4 separate regions of the Mus musculus genome follow, and regions 1, 2 and 4 are each linked to region 3. Evidence: chromatin contacts called from public HiCAR-type and HiChIP or PLAC-seq data. All regions are on one chromosome and are shown on one strand. Each heading gives the region's core, a stretch centred on a gene start, on an enhancer-like site or on the middle of the called end of the contact. The rest is flanking DNA. Distances are from core to core; before and after follow the strand shown. Region 1 holds the start of Socs1 (suppressor of cytokine signaling 1). Region 2 overlaps Clec16a (C-type lectin domain family 16, member A). Region 3 overlaps Clec16a (C-type lectin domain family 16, member A). Region 4 overlaps Clec16a (C-type lectin domain family 16, member A).

Region 1 (3,912 bases), core at 624-3,123, 95 kb after region 3:
TTGGTCCCCATCACTGTGGGTGGAGATGTATATGATGTCCGACCCTCCCCCCTCCCCCCAGCATCCCGAAGACTTCAAGAAAAGTCAGTCTGTATACCCCACTCCCAACCCAGGACGTTTGGCCAAAGCATACGCTCTAGGAATCTTTGTTTCTTTTAAAAAAAAACTTTCATAATAAAGTTTATTACCTAAACTGGCTGTAAAAATATAAAATAGGATATTCTGCACAGCAGAAAAATGAAGCCAGAGACCCTCCCCGACCCCTGGTTTGTGCAAAGATACTGGGAATATGTAAACATGGAGAGGTAGGAGTGGAATTCAGGTCCTGGCCCCAGACACAAGCTGCTACAACCAGGGGGGACCCGGAGGGAGCACCAGGAGGGGAGCACCCCCACCCCTGAGAGGTGGGATGAGGTCTCCAGCCAGAAGTGGGAGGCATCTCACCCTCCACAACCACTCCCTCCGACCCAGGCGGGGAGGGCTCCCACGTGGTTCCAGAAAAATAATAATAATTAATAATAAGAAATAATAAGGCGCCCCCACTTAATGCTGCGGCACAGCGGCAGCCGGTCAGATCTGGAAGGGGAAGGAACTCAGGTAGTCACGGAGTACCGGGTTAAGAGGGATGCGCGCCAGGTTCTCGCGACCCACGGCGGCCACGATGCGCTGGCGACACAGCTCCTGCAGCGGCCGCACGCGGCGCTGGCGCAGCGGGGCCCCCAACATGCGGCGCGGCGCCGCCACGTAGTGCTCCAGCAGCTCGAAAAGGCAGTCGAAGGTCTCGCGGCTGCCGTCCAAGTGGAAGCGGCCGGCCTGGAAGTGCACGCGGATGCTCGTGGGGCCCGAAGCCATCTTCACGCTGAGCGCGAAGAAGCAGTTCCGTTGGCGACTGTCGCGCACCAAGAAGGTGCCCACGGGCTCGGCACGCAGCCGCTCGTGCGCCCCGTGCACGCTCAGGGGTCCCCAATAGAAGCCGCAGGCGTCCAGGAGCGCGCTGGTCCGCGTGATGCGCCGGTAATCGGAGTGGGAGCGGAAGGTGCGGAAGTGAGTGTCGCCAGGGGCTGGGGCTGGGACCGCCGGGCAGGGCCGGGGACGCACGGGGGCCGCTGGCGAGGACGAAGACGAGGACGAGGAGGGCTCTGACCGCCGTCGGGGCTCTGCTGCCGGGGAGATCGCATTGTCGGCTGCCACCTGGTTGCGTGCTACCATCCTACTCGAGGGGCCAGCTGGAGGGGTGGGCCATAGCGTCCGGGGCTGCGCTGATGGGGGAGACAGAGGCAGTGAGCCGGGCGTCCGGGTGGCACAGGCCGGCCAACAGACCCCAAGGAGCGAGAGCGGCACGCAGAATCCGCCCGGAGCTTGAGCCTCGGTGGGCTCATCTGCGAAGTAGGCCGTTCCTGTATGCGGAACCCTTCCAGACTGGCGGTGGAGCCCTGCCTCCCCGCGCGCGTGGAGAAGGGGGCGTGGAGAGGGGCCCGACTCCCGGCCGTCCCCGCTGGTGGCTAGTCGCCTCGCGGCTGCCGCCTACTGGCCACGCCGGGGACTGGAACCCGGGCGGAGGATCAGGGCTCAGGGCCGGAGAGGAGGGGCTGACGGCGCCCCGCTCGAGCGAGGGGCCTCCTGGGGGAGCCGGGGCGGGGGTGGGGGGGCGCCAGAGGCGTGGCATCCTCGACCCTGCCATACAGTCTGCGAGGTTAGTCCTGCCGGGCTCTGCTCCCATCACCTCCCATCCCCTCCCGCCTGCTCCCTCGCAGCTGCCTTGGCTCACCTGGCGGCAGGACGCGGGGAGCCGCGGCTGGGGGCTCCGGGGCGGCTGTCGCGCATGCTCCGGGGCTGGGAGCCGTGCCGCTGCCACGGCCGCAGTTCTCTCTGCTGCTGCCCGCCCCTGCATCAGGCTCTTAAACCAGGCAGGCCCCGCCCACAGGTCCAGCCCACCCCCGCTTTCGGTTTCTCTTTCCGGCAAGTCTTTCGGGTTCTCTCTAGACTCCTGAGGCTCTCCCTGGAGACGGTTCCTCTAACTTGGTTTCGCCTCGCACCTTCCCACATTGGGACCTCTGGGGTTCCGGCTCCAACCGGAATCTTGTGTTCCGTGCCTGGGGTGCTTAGGACTTGGTGCCCGCTCTTTTGCTCTACCTTCGCCCCAAATCGCAGCCCGCCGTGTGGGATGCTAGCGCGGGGCTGACACGCCTCCTCCCCTCCGGGTGTCTGCATTCTTCTGGTTAGGGCTCCGCCTCGCCTGGACCCTGTGCTCCCCAAGCAGCTCCTCCCTGCCAGGGTCCTTCCTGCCCAGGACCCGAAGGCCTTGGCAATCTCGACCCTTCTTGGAACCCGGCTAGCTAGTCCTAGAGACCTGTGGGGCCGCCGCCCTCCTCCAGAGCCGCGTGCGGGCCCCTCCCGTTGGCCATTCGGCCTGGCCTTGGCTTGGGCTTCCCAGGAAGCGGTGGCCTGACCGCAGAGGCTTCAAAGGAAGCCTAAGGCGGTGCGGGAGGGGCGCCCCCGCTCCCGGCCTAGTTCCTCGGAAACCGGGCGGGGTTGGGCTGGGTTCCCAGGGGCCTGGACTCACTCTCTGCACTCTTACTACGTGGGCAGCCGGAGAAACTGAGGCCCCGGGCGGGGCTGTGATTCCAAAAAAAGCTGTAATCCCCAAACTTTTGGTCAAGACTCCAGCAAGCATCTGCCTGTACAAGGGGCCCCGAGCACACCTTGGCTTAGGATCCAGGCAGTCAGACCTATCATTAGGACACTGTGTGGTTTCGTGATTCAGTTTGTCCTGAAAGGCCAGGAGTGGGTGCCTGGCTGACGATGTTTATGAATGAAGGCGGATGAGGTTCGCGTGCAGGCTTCCCTGTGCTCACAGTGACGCACACTGCCCTCTACAGGTTTCTCTGTTAGCTGTCAGGCGGCTCCTCTGAAGCTCTGAGGCCAAGTCCTGGTCTCCCCAGACAGAGCACAGAGCGCCATATTTCATCCTAAGCACAACCAAACTTATCTTGTGGTGCTTGAATTTGTGTGGCTGTGGTTGTGGTGCAGCCATGGTCAGTCTAACCCTTGGTGGGCGATAAAGGCTGGGTTTGTAGCACTGCCTCCCTCTAGCGCGTCTCAGCCTAGACTGGCCTTCAGGTCTTTCTGGTCTGGCAAGCATCACGGATGCTTGTTTGCAGTGCTGGGGACTAAACACAGGGCCTTGTACCAGCCTATTTTAGTAGTACTGGGGTTGGTGAACTCCATCCCCAAACTGTGCTTCCAGCCCAGGCAAAGTGAGGAAAACCTCTTGGGGTACAGTATCCCCTTGGGACTTGGCAGGCTTATTGGTGCTGAGGTGGGTGACAAGGCTGGGCTGGCTCCTGCAGGCCTGCCTCCCTGCCAAGCTCTTGGCAGACCTTTTCAGAAGAACCCTATAAATAGAGGACTCCAGGCCTCCACCTCTGCCTGCTCTCAGGAAATCTCCCCTCCTCCTCAGTCAGAGGGTGTGTCCTCTCGCCCTGCCCCTGGCTAGCCCTCTCCCATCCATCACATTCCAGTGATGCAGTCTTTAGTATATATGCCAGGGATCTGATTGCCTTCCTTCCATCTAAAGTACAGGGCAAGTCAAGCTGTCTTTGGACAACTTGGTTTCAGTTTCTAAAAGTTGTGAAAAAGAAACATGCTGAGCTGTATAGCTGCTTCCTGACCCACCCCCAGGGGTCCAGAGAGCCCAGTACCCACTGTACAGTGGCTGCCATTGTAGGGTCCTGCAGGCTTGGATGCAAAACGTGGTTCCATAGCCTAGCCTGCAAGCCACCTTTTTCCAGCATTCACAGTGTCCTGCTGGGAAGTACTGCCCACTGCCCCTGTGTGATTTTGAAAGTGTCAACGCAGATGGGAGAGGGAGGGACTGGGAGATTGTGCGGTGAGGTAGATAGCCTGTCCCAC
Region 2 (3,643 bases), core at 98-2,597, 100 kb before region 3:
TTCCTTTTTTATTTTTCCCAATGACCAGGGAATTTCAGTAGGGCTCTATACAGGAGCATGTGGGTCCTCCCACCCTCGAGGATCATCGGCCCATACAATCCACAGGGCAAAGGGAGCAGAGATGATGGGGTTGGGGATCTGGAAGCCCTGTGAGTCCGTACAGTGAGTGACTACGCTGGAACCACCCTCGGGGCAGATCAACATTACTTAGGGTGATTGAAGGCTTATAAAGTGTTAGGGGGGCTGAGGGTAGGGACATGCAGGATGGGCGGAGGTGATTGGCTGGGGGGCTTAGGGTACCCTAAGCATGGGGAAGCATTTCAGGGATCTCAGGTGTTGGCTGAACAGGTTTTGTCAAAACCTGTAACCAAACTAAGGCTACCTAACATTCCTCAGAGAGAGGGTTTTGGATTTTCCAGACAAGGTTAGAAAAGGAGAAGATCCACTAATGAAGTGAGTCTCCCATATTCTGCTGATCCCAGAGGCTCTCTAGTCATGGTGGACTTCATCATTAATTAGCAGAGTTTTCCCACAAGAGCATGGGCACCTTACCAGTAGCTACACAACTAAAGAAAATGTTTCTCTGTTTCCCAGAAACTATTACTGCCAATAAGTCCTCACAGAAGACAGAGCAGAGCCTGCACCTCTCCTCCCAACTACCATTAACTGACAGACAATATGTCATCAGGAGGGGTGCGGCCTCGTGAGCTCCCTGACTTCATGACACAACATTGGTAGGTCAGGTCTTATGCACGTCATCACAGCAATTATGAGCTCAGAGTGCAGCAGCCCCATCATGCTTGGGACACAGTTTTCCACAGCACTCCACTCCATCCTCTAGCTCTTACATTTCCCACCTTCTCCATGATGTTCCTTGAAGTTTGAAGGAGGAGGATGTGAGTGTCCCATTCTGACTAAGCATTCAGCAATCATTCACGTCTACCCATTTTCTTTATTACTTCATCTGCTAGCTTGCAGACTTCTAAAGGACATTTTTTAGTGAGGTAATTGTAGATTTGCATGCAGCTGTAAGAAATAACACAGAGATTGTCCCTGGTTTTATCCCATGTGGATGCCTACAGAACTACAGTACCTGACCACAAGTAGGACACAACAAACAGGCTGTGGTTTGCAGCTTAAGCAAAAGCACAGAGCAGATGGCAACTGGCCACCTCTCAGATGGCTCTCAGGAGGTCTGTCCTTTTTCCCCATGGTCTCCTCTTGGGGCAGAGGTCCAGCCTCCACTGTGGGAGACACACCCACTGGTTGCATGAGTGGCTGAACAGAAGGAGCTGGCACTTGAGAGGCTGGTTTCTCTGTAGGTGTTAGATCAAAGCCCCACCTTCTGATGCCTGTAGATGGAAATCCTAGACTAGCTGCCAAGGTAACTGGCAGTTGTGAATTGTTTAACAGTAGTCCTGTGCAAGTTGCCTGCCTTCCCTCTGAGTGACAACAGTCTCCTACTATTTCCTGCCTGGCTCGGATGTGGTTGATCAAACTTGTTTTAACTTCTTGGTCTTTTTTACCCTACTTTCTCCTTCCTGTAATTTGTAGATAAGTTACTGGTATTGCTTCATTTTTACCAGCAGACCTCTTGCAAACCCAAACCAAAATTGGAGAGAAGCAGAGGAGAGACAGAATTATACTGAAGGGCTATAATTTAGGGTTAAATTTAACACAGATCAGAATAGGCAGATAAATGTCTAATTGAAATTCCTGTGTGCATTACCATCATATGGTAGGCAGGCAGGCATGACGCTGGAGCAGGAGCTGAGAGCTTACATCTTATCTACAAGTTGGAGGCCTGGTGTGGGCTTTGAAGCACAGTGCACACCTCCAGCAAGACCACACCAGCTAATTTCTTCCTAAATCATTCAACTGGGAACTAAACATTCAAAACTATAAGACAGTGGGGGCATTCTCATTCGGACTACCACACATACCCAAGAGTGGCAACTCATATGGTAGCCTCTTCTATTGTTTGCAAAGTGATTATGGGTTGGAACTGGGGATGTGCTTCGGTACCTGTAGGTGTTTTTTTAGGTTACCGAAAGACGGAGTAACACCAGAAATGGAGTCCAGGCTGATGTTTAACTTACTGTATCGCATGGGGTAGTTGGTCTTAGGTTTATCATCTTTCTGCTTTACCCTCATGAGTTCAAGGGTACTCAGTGCTGGAATAAATGAGGCAGCAAGGCCAGGGACAGCAGTCATGAGGTGCTTGTGACTTTGTTGTGAAGACTCTCAGCATGCTGTTTCTTGTGCTGTTCACATGTTACACTCTGCATCTGGTACCTGCAGCAGTGAGTGCCTCAAGGTGTCCCAGGTTGAGTTAGTCTGCGTCTCCAGGCCTCAGTCTTATTGCTTCTACAGCTAGAATAACAAACATGGCTTTGAAGGGAGGGCTTCTGCTATGTGTAGTGTTTGTTCTTAGGTCTAGCACCAGTTGGTGCAGGAATGTTAGGTGAGGCTGTACAACCTCATCCCCTATATGGGGCCTATATAAGTGTGCGTGGGTGGGCACGCTGTTGTTGGAACTGAACTATATTCAGCAGGCGCTTGGGGAAGCACTTCAGATGCAGGCAAGGGCATAAAGAGGGCAGGAAGCATCAGCAATAACAAGTGACAGAGACTGCTAAGACTAGAGTAGACATTGCCATTGGTGACAGTGAGCTAAACCCTCAGCTTGCACTCTGCTTTCCAACTTAACCACCAGGTTTCACCTCTAGGTGGTGCAAATATTTTATCACTCATATGTGTGCCAGGACTGGCTGGCTGGGAGTTCAGAATATCAGCTAAGAGACAGAATAGCTTTTTCCCTCCGAATTAGTCATTGACTATATCTGTAGGTGTCAGGTGAGCCAGTTGGGAAGGTACCCAAATGGTTCTCTGGGGAGTGCATGTGCATCTGTATGTTACTTACACTTCTCTTTATGGCTCCTGCCATTCCTCTGCTTAGCAGAAAACCCTACCAGGATAAGATGTATACAGTCATCATCTGAGACCACAGGAGCCTGGCTTCTTTGGGTCATGTGTTTGCTGGCTCAGAGTGTCAGAGACCATCTCGGGGACCCTTGGCTCTGTCACAGGGCTGCTCTGGGATTTGGGTGTCCTGCTGAATGCCTTGGTAGGAGTTTATCTTCCAGCTGGGATGGGAGCTCCAAGGCACACGTGTTTTAGTGAGAGGGCTGTGAATACCAAAAGGAGCAAACAGACCTGTAGAGTCAAGGGCCATCACTAACTCAGTCACATGCATTCTCACAAGAGAATGGGTCTCAGAATAGTCTTTTCTATGCAGCCACTGTGGAATCTCAGCTCCTGGACATCCTGTAAGAAGAGGATCTGAGTGCTGAAGGAAATGCTGGAGTGTTCTCATGCCCCATACGTCAAGAAAGACAGCATTGCATTAGCTTTAGGGACTCACCCTGGGCATAAGTTGGGCTTGGTAGCTAAAAGGAATCCTGTTGTATTGAGACTCTAGACAGGAAGTCTCTACCAAGGCTGAAGGTATCTTGGACTAAAGACCAGGACCCTGTTCCTGGTCCAACAGGGATAGACCCCCCCCCAAGACACTCATCACTTCTGGTATGTGTATGCTGTGCCTTTTCTGGATTTTGTTACCAGAGTGGCCTCTCTGGGTGCT
Region 3 (3,378 bases), core at 781-3,280:
AAACTACCTTTGGTCTAAAAGAAACACTAAAATGTTCCTGGGATTGGCTGCTGGGTGATGGTAGTGGCTCTGGGGCTGGGGATAGAACACCAGCCTCATGCATTCCAGGTGCTTCTACCCCTGAACTCAGTTGTTAGCTATTTTCACACTTTAGTGTGTATACAATACCTAATGGTTTGTGTGCTTTGTATCAGTCTCAAAGCCATCAGGATTGCTTTGAGAACACACTGAATGTGAGGCTTAACGAGATGAAGGGACTCTCCTAGCAGAAGTGGCTGAAGAGGCATCCAAGCCCAGTTCTATATGTGAAGAAAGCTGGACATCTGAGCTAGGCCTTATTCCACTCTCCACTCTCTCCTCCCAGATAACAGTGACTTGATTGCATGCACAGTCATCACCAAGGATGGTGGTATGGTCCAGCGGTTCCTGGCTGTGGACATTTACCAGATGAGCCTGGTGGAGCCTGACGTATCCAGACTTGGCTGGGGAGTGGTCAAGTTTGCTGGCCTTCTACAGGTGAGAGTCTAAGAACCCCACTCTGTTTTCTCACTCTGCACACATGCATGGTAAAAATGTCAGTTTTATACTCACTTGTAATGGCACAAGAAGTATGCACACAAAACCGGAGTATTGCACAGAGAACAGCCAAGTCCCTTTTACCAAAACCTTAATCTTAACACCTCTCCTTCCCTTCGGAGAAAACCCATTGCCAAGCTGGTCCTTCCAGATCTGCTTCACTGCCAAGAGCTTTTTAATTGTGTATCCATGGAACTGTCAGTTAAACTCAGTGGGGAAGGACCACATGGTTGTACATGATCTCAGCATTCAGGCAGTAGAATCAGGATGGCATCCACAAATTCAAAAACAGACCAGTCTATTTAATAGGTTCCAGACCAGTCAGGTAGGTTCATGGAGCAAGACCTGGTCTCAAGATAAAAGGGTGTTGGGAATGAGGACAGTGTGCTGGGGGTGAACCTTAGTTGATATGGAGTGCTCACCCAGCATGCATGAGGCCCTTGATTCCATTCCCAGCAGCACATACAAATGGGTATAATCATACATGCCTATAAGGAGGTGGAGGCAAGATGATCAGACATTTAAGGGCAGCCTTGGCTACCTAAGGAGTCAGAGGCTAGCCAGAGCTACATGAGACCCTGTCTCAAAAAACAAGACAGACCAGGTATGGTGATGTACATCTTTAATCCTAGTACTTGGGAGGCAGAAATGAGCAGATCCCTGTAAGTCTAAGGCAAATATGGTCTACAAACCAAATCCCAGGCCAGCCAAGGTTACGTAGTGATACTGTCGCAAAAACAAACAAACTTCACCAAGAAATATGTCTGCTATAAACATGTACAGACTTTCTTTTGACTCTTTAGTCCCTAAACAGGTATTTACATAGCACATATATGGTATCAAGTCTTATGCATCATCTAGAGTGAATTTAGAGTCTACAGGAAGATATAGTAGGTTATATGCAGATACTGTACCATTTAAAGTAAGGGCCTTGAGCATCTACAGATTTTGGTCCCCAGTTTGGTAGGGAGTGCCAAGGGTTAATTGTACATGAGTTTGAGGGTATGTTAGATTCTTATGCCATATCGTAGACTTGGCCTATCTCCTAGCCTCTCTTGGAGTGTCTAGCCATTTTAGCAGATGCATGCCTGCTGGGGTTCTCTTAACTGCTGTGTGGCAGGGCATGCTTGGCCAGAGCGCTCTTGATAATCCCAGCTTTTCAAGCATGTAAACCTGGTGTTCCACTTCCTCATGCCCCGGGCAGGATTTCCCTAGGCAGATACCCAAGAAGTTGGAATCAGCTATTTTAAGAGTTCATAGCTTCTGCCAACTTCCTCTAGCACTGTTGTTATCACAGGAGTTCCTGAGCACACCCTCCCTGACCAGGCTCTACAGCACCTCGTGTCTGCTGGGGCTCTGTCTTACAGGTTGATAAGTATGATGGCTGAGTAGTGACTAGCTGCAGAGGGAATGAAACACAGATCCCACTTCCTCTCTCTACTGTGTCCTGTCCCAGCCTGGGGCTCCCCTCCCCTCACTTCAAGGAGGTCCATTTCCTGCTGCACTGCTCTGATTCCCAGAAGACCTTGCGCAGGCTGAGTTGACTCCTAACCACAGCGGTGGGCAGCCCATTGTTGCCTGCTCTCCATGGGGAGCGCCTGTACATGAAGCCACTGCTCCTGTCTCCTCTCCTTCCCACACTCCTCCCTTTCCAGACCCTCTTACTCTCAGTGAGGGTGTAGGAGAATCTTTTTTACCCCAAAGTGACTCCCGTGTGGAACACTGCCCGGTAGATGGCCTGTGCATCTTCTTATCAAGGTACACCAATTTCCTTAGAACACAACATCAGGAAAGTGTTTTTCTCTCTCAGACGCTTAATGTGTCAGACAATGAAAGCCACACTCCCCCCCCACCCCCCATCCTCTTTTGGTTCTCTTCCAGTAGCTACTATTTATCAGACTGTTACTACGCACCAGATCCTTGCTTTAAACTCATAATAGCTCATCTTATCTGCTGCTGCCCTGTGATGCAGCCATTCTTTCCAAAGGGAGAGCCAAGTGTGTGGCCTCCAAGCACAGCAGCCCCTTCCTTCTGAACCTTCTTCAGTGGCTCCCACCTCCTCTAGCATATCTGACCTTTGAGTCTATCTTCTGTCTGGTACGCTTTTATCTCATGTGCCCTTGAACCTTTGTGGGCACAGACTTGACACAGAACCCATCCTGAGGCTTTATGGGAACCAGTCCTTACACACTCATTCCTCGTCAATGTCTTTATCCCTTTCACATGCAGCTTGCCTGAAGTCTCTGCCAAACAATTCTAGTGGCCCTTCCTCAGGGACTGTCCTCAAAGATGTACCAAAGGACAGGAACAATGCCTCATTTTGAAGAGAAACAAGGAGGTAGTGTTTAACCAGGTGACAAAAAAAGGCTTTGGAGTTGTGGCCTCTGGTTTTCCAGAAGGAAGAATTGTTGGAATTTGCCTGTTGTGACAGTGGTGGCCCTTGAAGAGGCTGGTGTACCTCTTGTGGTCAGGCATCTCAAGTCCTCATGGAAAGGAGAATTAGCCATACATCCAGCAGCTGATTCCTCACCTGTCAGGCCGGGACTGATCTGCATCACCCTTAAATCTTTGAGATGTAGCCTCCTTCAGAACAAAAGCAGATGCAAAGTGCTGGTGTCTTTCTATATGAGCCACTGACACCCCTATCAACCCTGGGCCTGATGAACATTTTGCCTTTGCCTTCTCGCTCTGCAGGACATGCAGGTGACAGGAGTGGAGGATGACAGCCGTGCCCTGAACATCACCATTCACAAGCCTGCCTCCAGCCCGCACTCTAAGCCCTTCCCTATCCTGCAGGCCACC
Region 4 (3,536 bases), core at 420-2,919, 120 kb before region 3:
GCTTCTCTGCATGTGAGTGTGTGCACACGGCCACACTGCAGAGTGCACGTGGCAGTGGAAGAGATGTGAGTGTGTGCACACGGCCACACTGCAGAGTGCACGTGGCAGTGGAAGAGATGTGAGTGTGTGCACACGGCCACACTGCAGAGTGCACGTGGCAGTGGAAGAGATGTGAGTGTGTGCGCACGGCCACACTGCAGAGTGCACGTGACAGTGGAAGAGATGTGAGTGTGTGCGCACGGCCACACTGCAGAGTGCACGTGACAGTGGAAGAGATGTGAGTGTGTGCGCACGGCCACACTGCAGAGTGCACGTGGCAGTGGAAGAGATGTGAGTGTGTGCGCACGGCCACACTGCAGAGTGCACGTGACAGTGGAAGAGATGTGAGTGTGTGCGCACGGCCACACTGCAGAGTGCACGTGACAGTGGAAGAGATGTGAGTGTGTGCGCACGGCCACACTGCAGAGTGCACGTGGCAGTGGAAGAGATGTGAGTGTGTGCACACGGCCACACTGCAGAGTGCACGTGACAGTGGAAGAGAGGTAACCGTTCTCCTTTTGTCGGTGGAGTTCGGCATTGGTGGCAAGAGCCTTTACTTTCTGAGCTCTCTTGTCAGCTTGCAGGAACTTGCTCTTAAGGTAACTAACTCGTCAAGGGCCAGGAGAGGAGAAATTCACAGTGAGAAAGATATTAACCCACTCATGACAGCTTCACTCCATCACCTAAATACCACTCATAAGCCTTACTTCCTAACGTGGCCTCATTTCAGGAATAGAGGTTAGGACTCATGAAACCTGGGGCCACATTAGACCTTAGCTACCTTCTCACAGTACCTGGCCCCGCCTGTGAGAGAATGAAGTCAGAGAGCTCAACCTCTGGTCTCTCTGACTCCATGGGGCACTAATTCTGTCAGGGGTGGAGCCTGACCCTGCAAACTCATTTAATCGTAATTACCCTGTCATCACATGTAGTCACACTGGAAACGACATGTGCAGCTTTTGACTATGTTGAGGGTAGTTCAGTGTGGTAGGGTTCCATGAAGGACTCCTGCTGATTGACTTGCCATCCCCTCAGCATGGTTCAATTTCAAAGATCTAATGACTGAGGAGTACATAGGCCAGCACTTCTAAGAGCAATGGAGAAGGCAGAGAGGTCTTAGGGGTGCCTCTGCTTCAGTTTTGTTGCCCAGCAAGCAAGAATTTAACTCAGTTCAACCCTCAGCCCCATTTATTCTTCTGAGAGGCAGGGGCTACGGAGGCTCTTGTTATAACTCCAAGAAAGTTTGAGTCATGGACCCAAAGTAACCAGTACAGCACATTCAGAGTAGAGGAGAGATTTTAGCACAGGAGAATACACTCAGTGGTCCTCAGTGTGGTGCTGGCATTTTCTGGAGCTGCTCTTAGTTGTCATAGTCCATCCGAGTAGAGGGAGGCTGCAATCCCCAGGGCAGACCTTCAGCAGAGCATTACCAGACCCTTATCTATGCTGGGACTGAGCCAGCCTAATTTCATTCTGTGCTAGTTACTTACTCCAAATGCAGCACAGTGCAGGTCCTGCTCTTGAAAGCAAGAGAAAAAACGGTGGAGCGCCCAGAGCAAAGGCAGGTACTGACTTCTTGGGGCAAATCAAGTTGCTGGGTGGTGGTGACCTTAGCAGTGGCCACTAGGTGGTGCTGTAGCCACAGAGCCCTCCTCCTCCTCCCCCTGACCACAGATGGTGCTAATTCACATCTCCCTGTGTGGTTTCCCTTGTTATCAGCTTCTGTTTCGCTGGATCTGGAATAAGTGTGGTTTCTGAGCTCAGAGGGGAAGATCCAGCTCTGAGGTGCAGGCTCAGGAATGTTCTGAGGCCATTGGGACAATTCCAAAGTCTTGACCTTTAATATGGGGTCTTTGGAGTTTTATCTTGGTGACCCTTTTGAAATCCATTTAGGGCTAGGATTAACAGTACGTCCTTTGAAAGTTTTAGCTTCTTGGTGAAGTACCTTGAAGATCTGATGTAAATCCTTTGAGGTGGCCTCTGCTGTGCAGCTGACATGTACATCACCTTTCAGAACTTCCTGTCTGAGGATTTCAGACCTCTAGGTCGGAGCCATTAGCTGTCATCACGGGTCACCAATCTGTAATGGAGAACTTAGCTGCCTCACAGGGCTCTTGTGACCTTTATTCCAGTCTCCCCACTTCTCCAGACATGGCTCCTGATGACCCTCTCTGCCCTCTGCATTGGTGCTATTTCAGATTCGATACAAAAGTGATCCGACATGTGCATGGCTCTAAAAGGAAGTGGGAGCAGTGTGGGAGCTGCCTGCAAAGCCCAGCAGACACACACCTTTGGCTTTCAGGACAGTTTATTAAAAGTAGCTTTTGAGGCAGTGTTCTCTTTGTAGTGTAGTTTGGCCTCAAACTCTCAGTCTTCCTGCCTCAGCTTCCAAAGTGCTGGGATTAAAGGCATGGGCCACAACACCCAGCTCTGCTTCAGTCTCTGAGTGCCACCATCACAGTATATGTATGCCATATGCCCTGCTGCTTTTATTTTTACTTTTTAGTTTTAGTGGGGGAGTCATTGTAAAACAGCATAACATAGTCACAGAAGTGCAGTCAGGTGCCTGTAGCCTCCCACCCTGCACCCAGCCATGCAGGCCGTCCTACTCACTCTGCTGTTCCTGCATGTGACTCGCCCTGATCTATATTGTTATTAAATGAACCTGACTGTGGGCATCTAGGTGCTTTCCAGGTTCTCACTATTACGCTATTACAGGGAGGCATTGCACAGATGCTACTGTTGCCTCTTTGTTTGGTGACCTAAGTAACAGAGGCCCAAGAGACTGAGATTACTTACTGACTCCCAGGTTTATTATAACAGAATACCACAGAATGTCAGCCACAGTGAGGGGGTAGTAGAAAAATCCCAGCCACACAGTGGGCCCCTTTACTGATCCCTAACCCCCCACAGAACCTTGTAGAGGACTTAAAAAAGCCCCTGTGAGGAGCAGATGAACCTTGTGGCTGTCTCAGGTGTAGAATGTAGCCAGACTTTCTTCACACACCTTAAGCTGCTAGCTTTTGTGCCATTTGTGGCCCAGAAGCAACTGGCCTATAAATACAGAACTTACTGAGATGTCCTAATTTCCTCCTCCTGTTCCCATTGCCAGATCACAAGTGTTCCAGTTGTCAGAAGCACCTAAGTATTATGTTACATGGTAAATCACAGGTGGATAAGTAAGTTGGGGACAGTTTTAACAGCAAAGAGGGGGAGGTAGTGTGGCTATGACAACATTCAGACGCAGTGATGAGAGAGACCAGACACTGACAGCCTCATCCTGTTTCTATGACAACACTCAGATGCAGTGATGAGTGCGAGGCCAGACACTGATACCCTCATCCTGTCTGGCTCCTCTGTGTAAGGTTCACAAGCAGGTGCACAAGTCTATAGAGATGGGGTTGGAGTGGTTCCCTGCCTTGAGAGAAGATGCTGACAGGGCAGGGGTATGAACAAGCTTCCGAAGGAACTGCAGATACACCGGGCCTTAACTGAGT

Evidence for each region. HiChIP or PLAC-seq counts read pairs in DNA pulled down with a chosen protein or histone mark. HiCAR-type assays count read pairs that join an accessible place to other places.
Region 1: an H3K27ac HiChIP or PLAC-seq map of extraembryonic endoderm stem cells shows a contact between it and region 3, with 4 times the contacts expected there. The contact joins the promoter of Socs1 here to the enhancer-like site in region 3. A contact is called at or near these places in 6 of 39 promoter capture datasets (the C10 cell line, the HPC-7 cell line, cranial neural crest and 3 more), 2 of 15 datasets of contacts at CTCF or cohesin (CD8 T cells and the NIH/3T3 cell line), 17 of 484 Hi-C or Micro-C datasets (the BV-2 cell line, CD4 T cells, CD8 T cells and 11 more), 23 of 115 datasets of contacts at active chromatin or transcription factors (the 230-238 cell line, CD8 T cells, the HPC-7 cell line and 16 more) and 4 of 9 other capture datasets (adipose tissue, liver, macrophages and 1 more).
Region 2: a contact with region 3 is called in a CTCF HiChIP or PLAC-seq map of CD8 T cells, with 5 read pairs. The contact joins two enhancer-like sites. A contact is called at or near these places in 9 of 39 promoter capture datasets (the 3T3-L1 cell line, the HPC-7 cell line, cranial neural crest and 5 more), 1 of 15 datasets of contacts at CTCF or cohesin (CD8 T cells) and 3 of 484 Hi-C or Micro-C datasets (Th2 cells, embryonic fibroblasts and muscle stem cells).
Region 4: a contact with region 3 is called in a HiCAR-type map of Th17 cells, with 2.8 times the contacts expected there. The contact joins two enhancer-like sites. A contact is called at or near these places in 2 of 39 promoter capture datasets (the C10 cell line and stem cell-derived epiblast-like cells), 3 of 484 Hi-C or Micro-C datasets (embryonic fibroblasts, embryonic stem cells and female germline stem cells), 2 of 115 datasets of contacts at active chromatin or transcription factors (Th17 cells and embryonic stem cells) and 1 of 9 other capture datasets (embryonic stem cells).

What each region holds. Positions count from the first base shown.
Region 1 is chr16:10,783,663-10,787,574 of GRCm38.p6, forward strand. Socs1 (suppressor of cytokine signaling 1) reads right to left here and starts at 1,874. Exons shown (of 2, transcript NM_009896.2): 1 at 1,769-1,874; 2 at 146-1,259. The coding sequence starts at 1,209. The coding sequence ends at 571.
Region 2 is chr16:10,584,029-10,587,671 of GRCm38.p6, forward strand. All of the region lies in intron 9 of Clec16a (C-type lectin domain family 16, member A), which reads left to right. Among named protein-coding and RNA genes, the nearest start is that of Clec16a, 41 kb to the left of the region's middle. Within about 2 kb of position 1,348, at least 64 of the 459 cell types and tissues checked have an H3K27ac peak or open chromatin away from gene starts, as enhancers often do. A contact at or near this core is called in CD8 T cells, the HPC-7 cell line and Th2 cells, where this site is marked.
Region 3 is chr16:10,688,116-10,691,493 of GRCm38.p6, forward strand. Clec16a (C-type lectin domain family 16, member A) reads left to right here. Exons shown (of 23, transcript NM_001204229.1): 19 at 365-516; 20 at 3,271-3,378. Among named protein-coding and RNA genes, the nearest start is that of Gm15558, 6.2 kb to the left of the region's middle. Within about 2 kb of position 2,031, at least 86 of the 459 cell types and tissues checked have an H3K27ac peak or open chromatin away from gene starts, as enhancers often do. A contact at or near this core is called in the 230-238 cell line, CD8 T cells, the G1E-ER4 cell line and 14 more, where this site is marked.
Region 4 is chr16:10,564,017-10,567,552 of GRCm38.p6, forward strand. All of the region lies in intron 3 of Clec16a (C-type lectin domain family 16, member A), which reads left to right. Among named protein-coding and RNA genes, the nearest start is that of Clec16a, 20 kb to the left of the region's middle. Within about 2 kb of position 1,670, at least 35 of the 459 cell types and tissues checked have an H3K27ac peak or open chromatin away from gene starts, as enhancers often do. A contact at or near this core is called in Th17 cells, where this site is marked.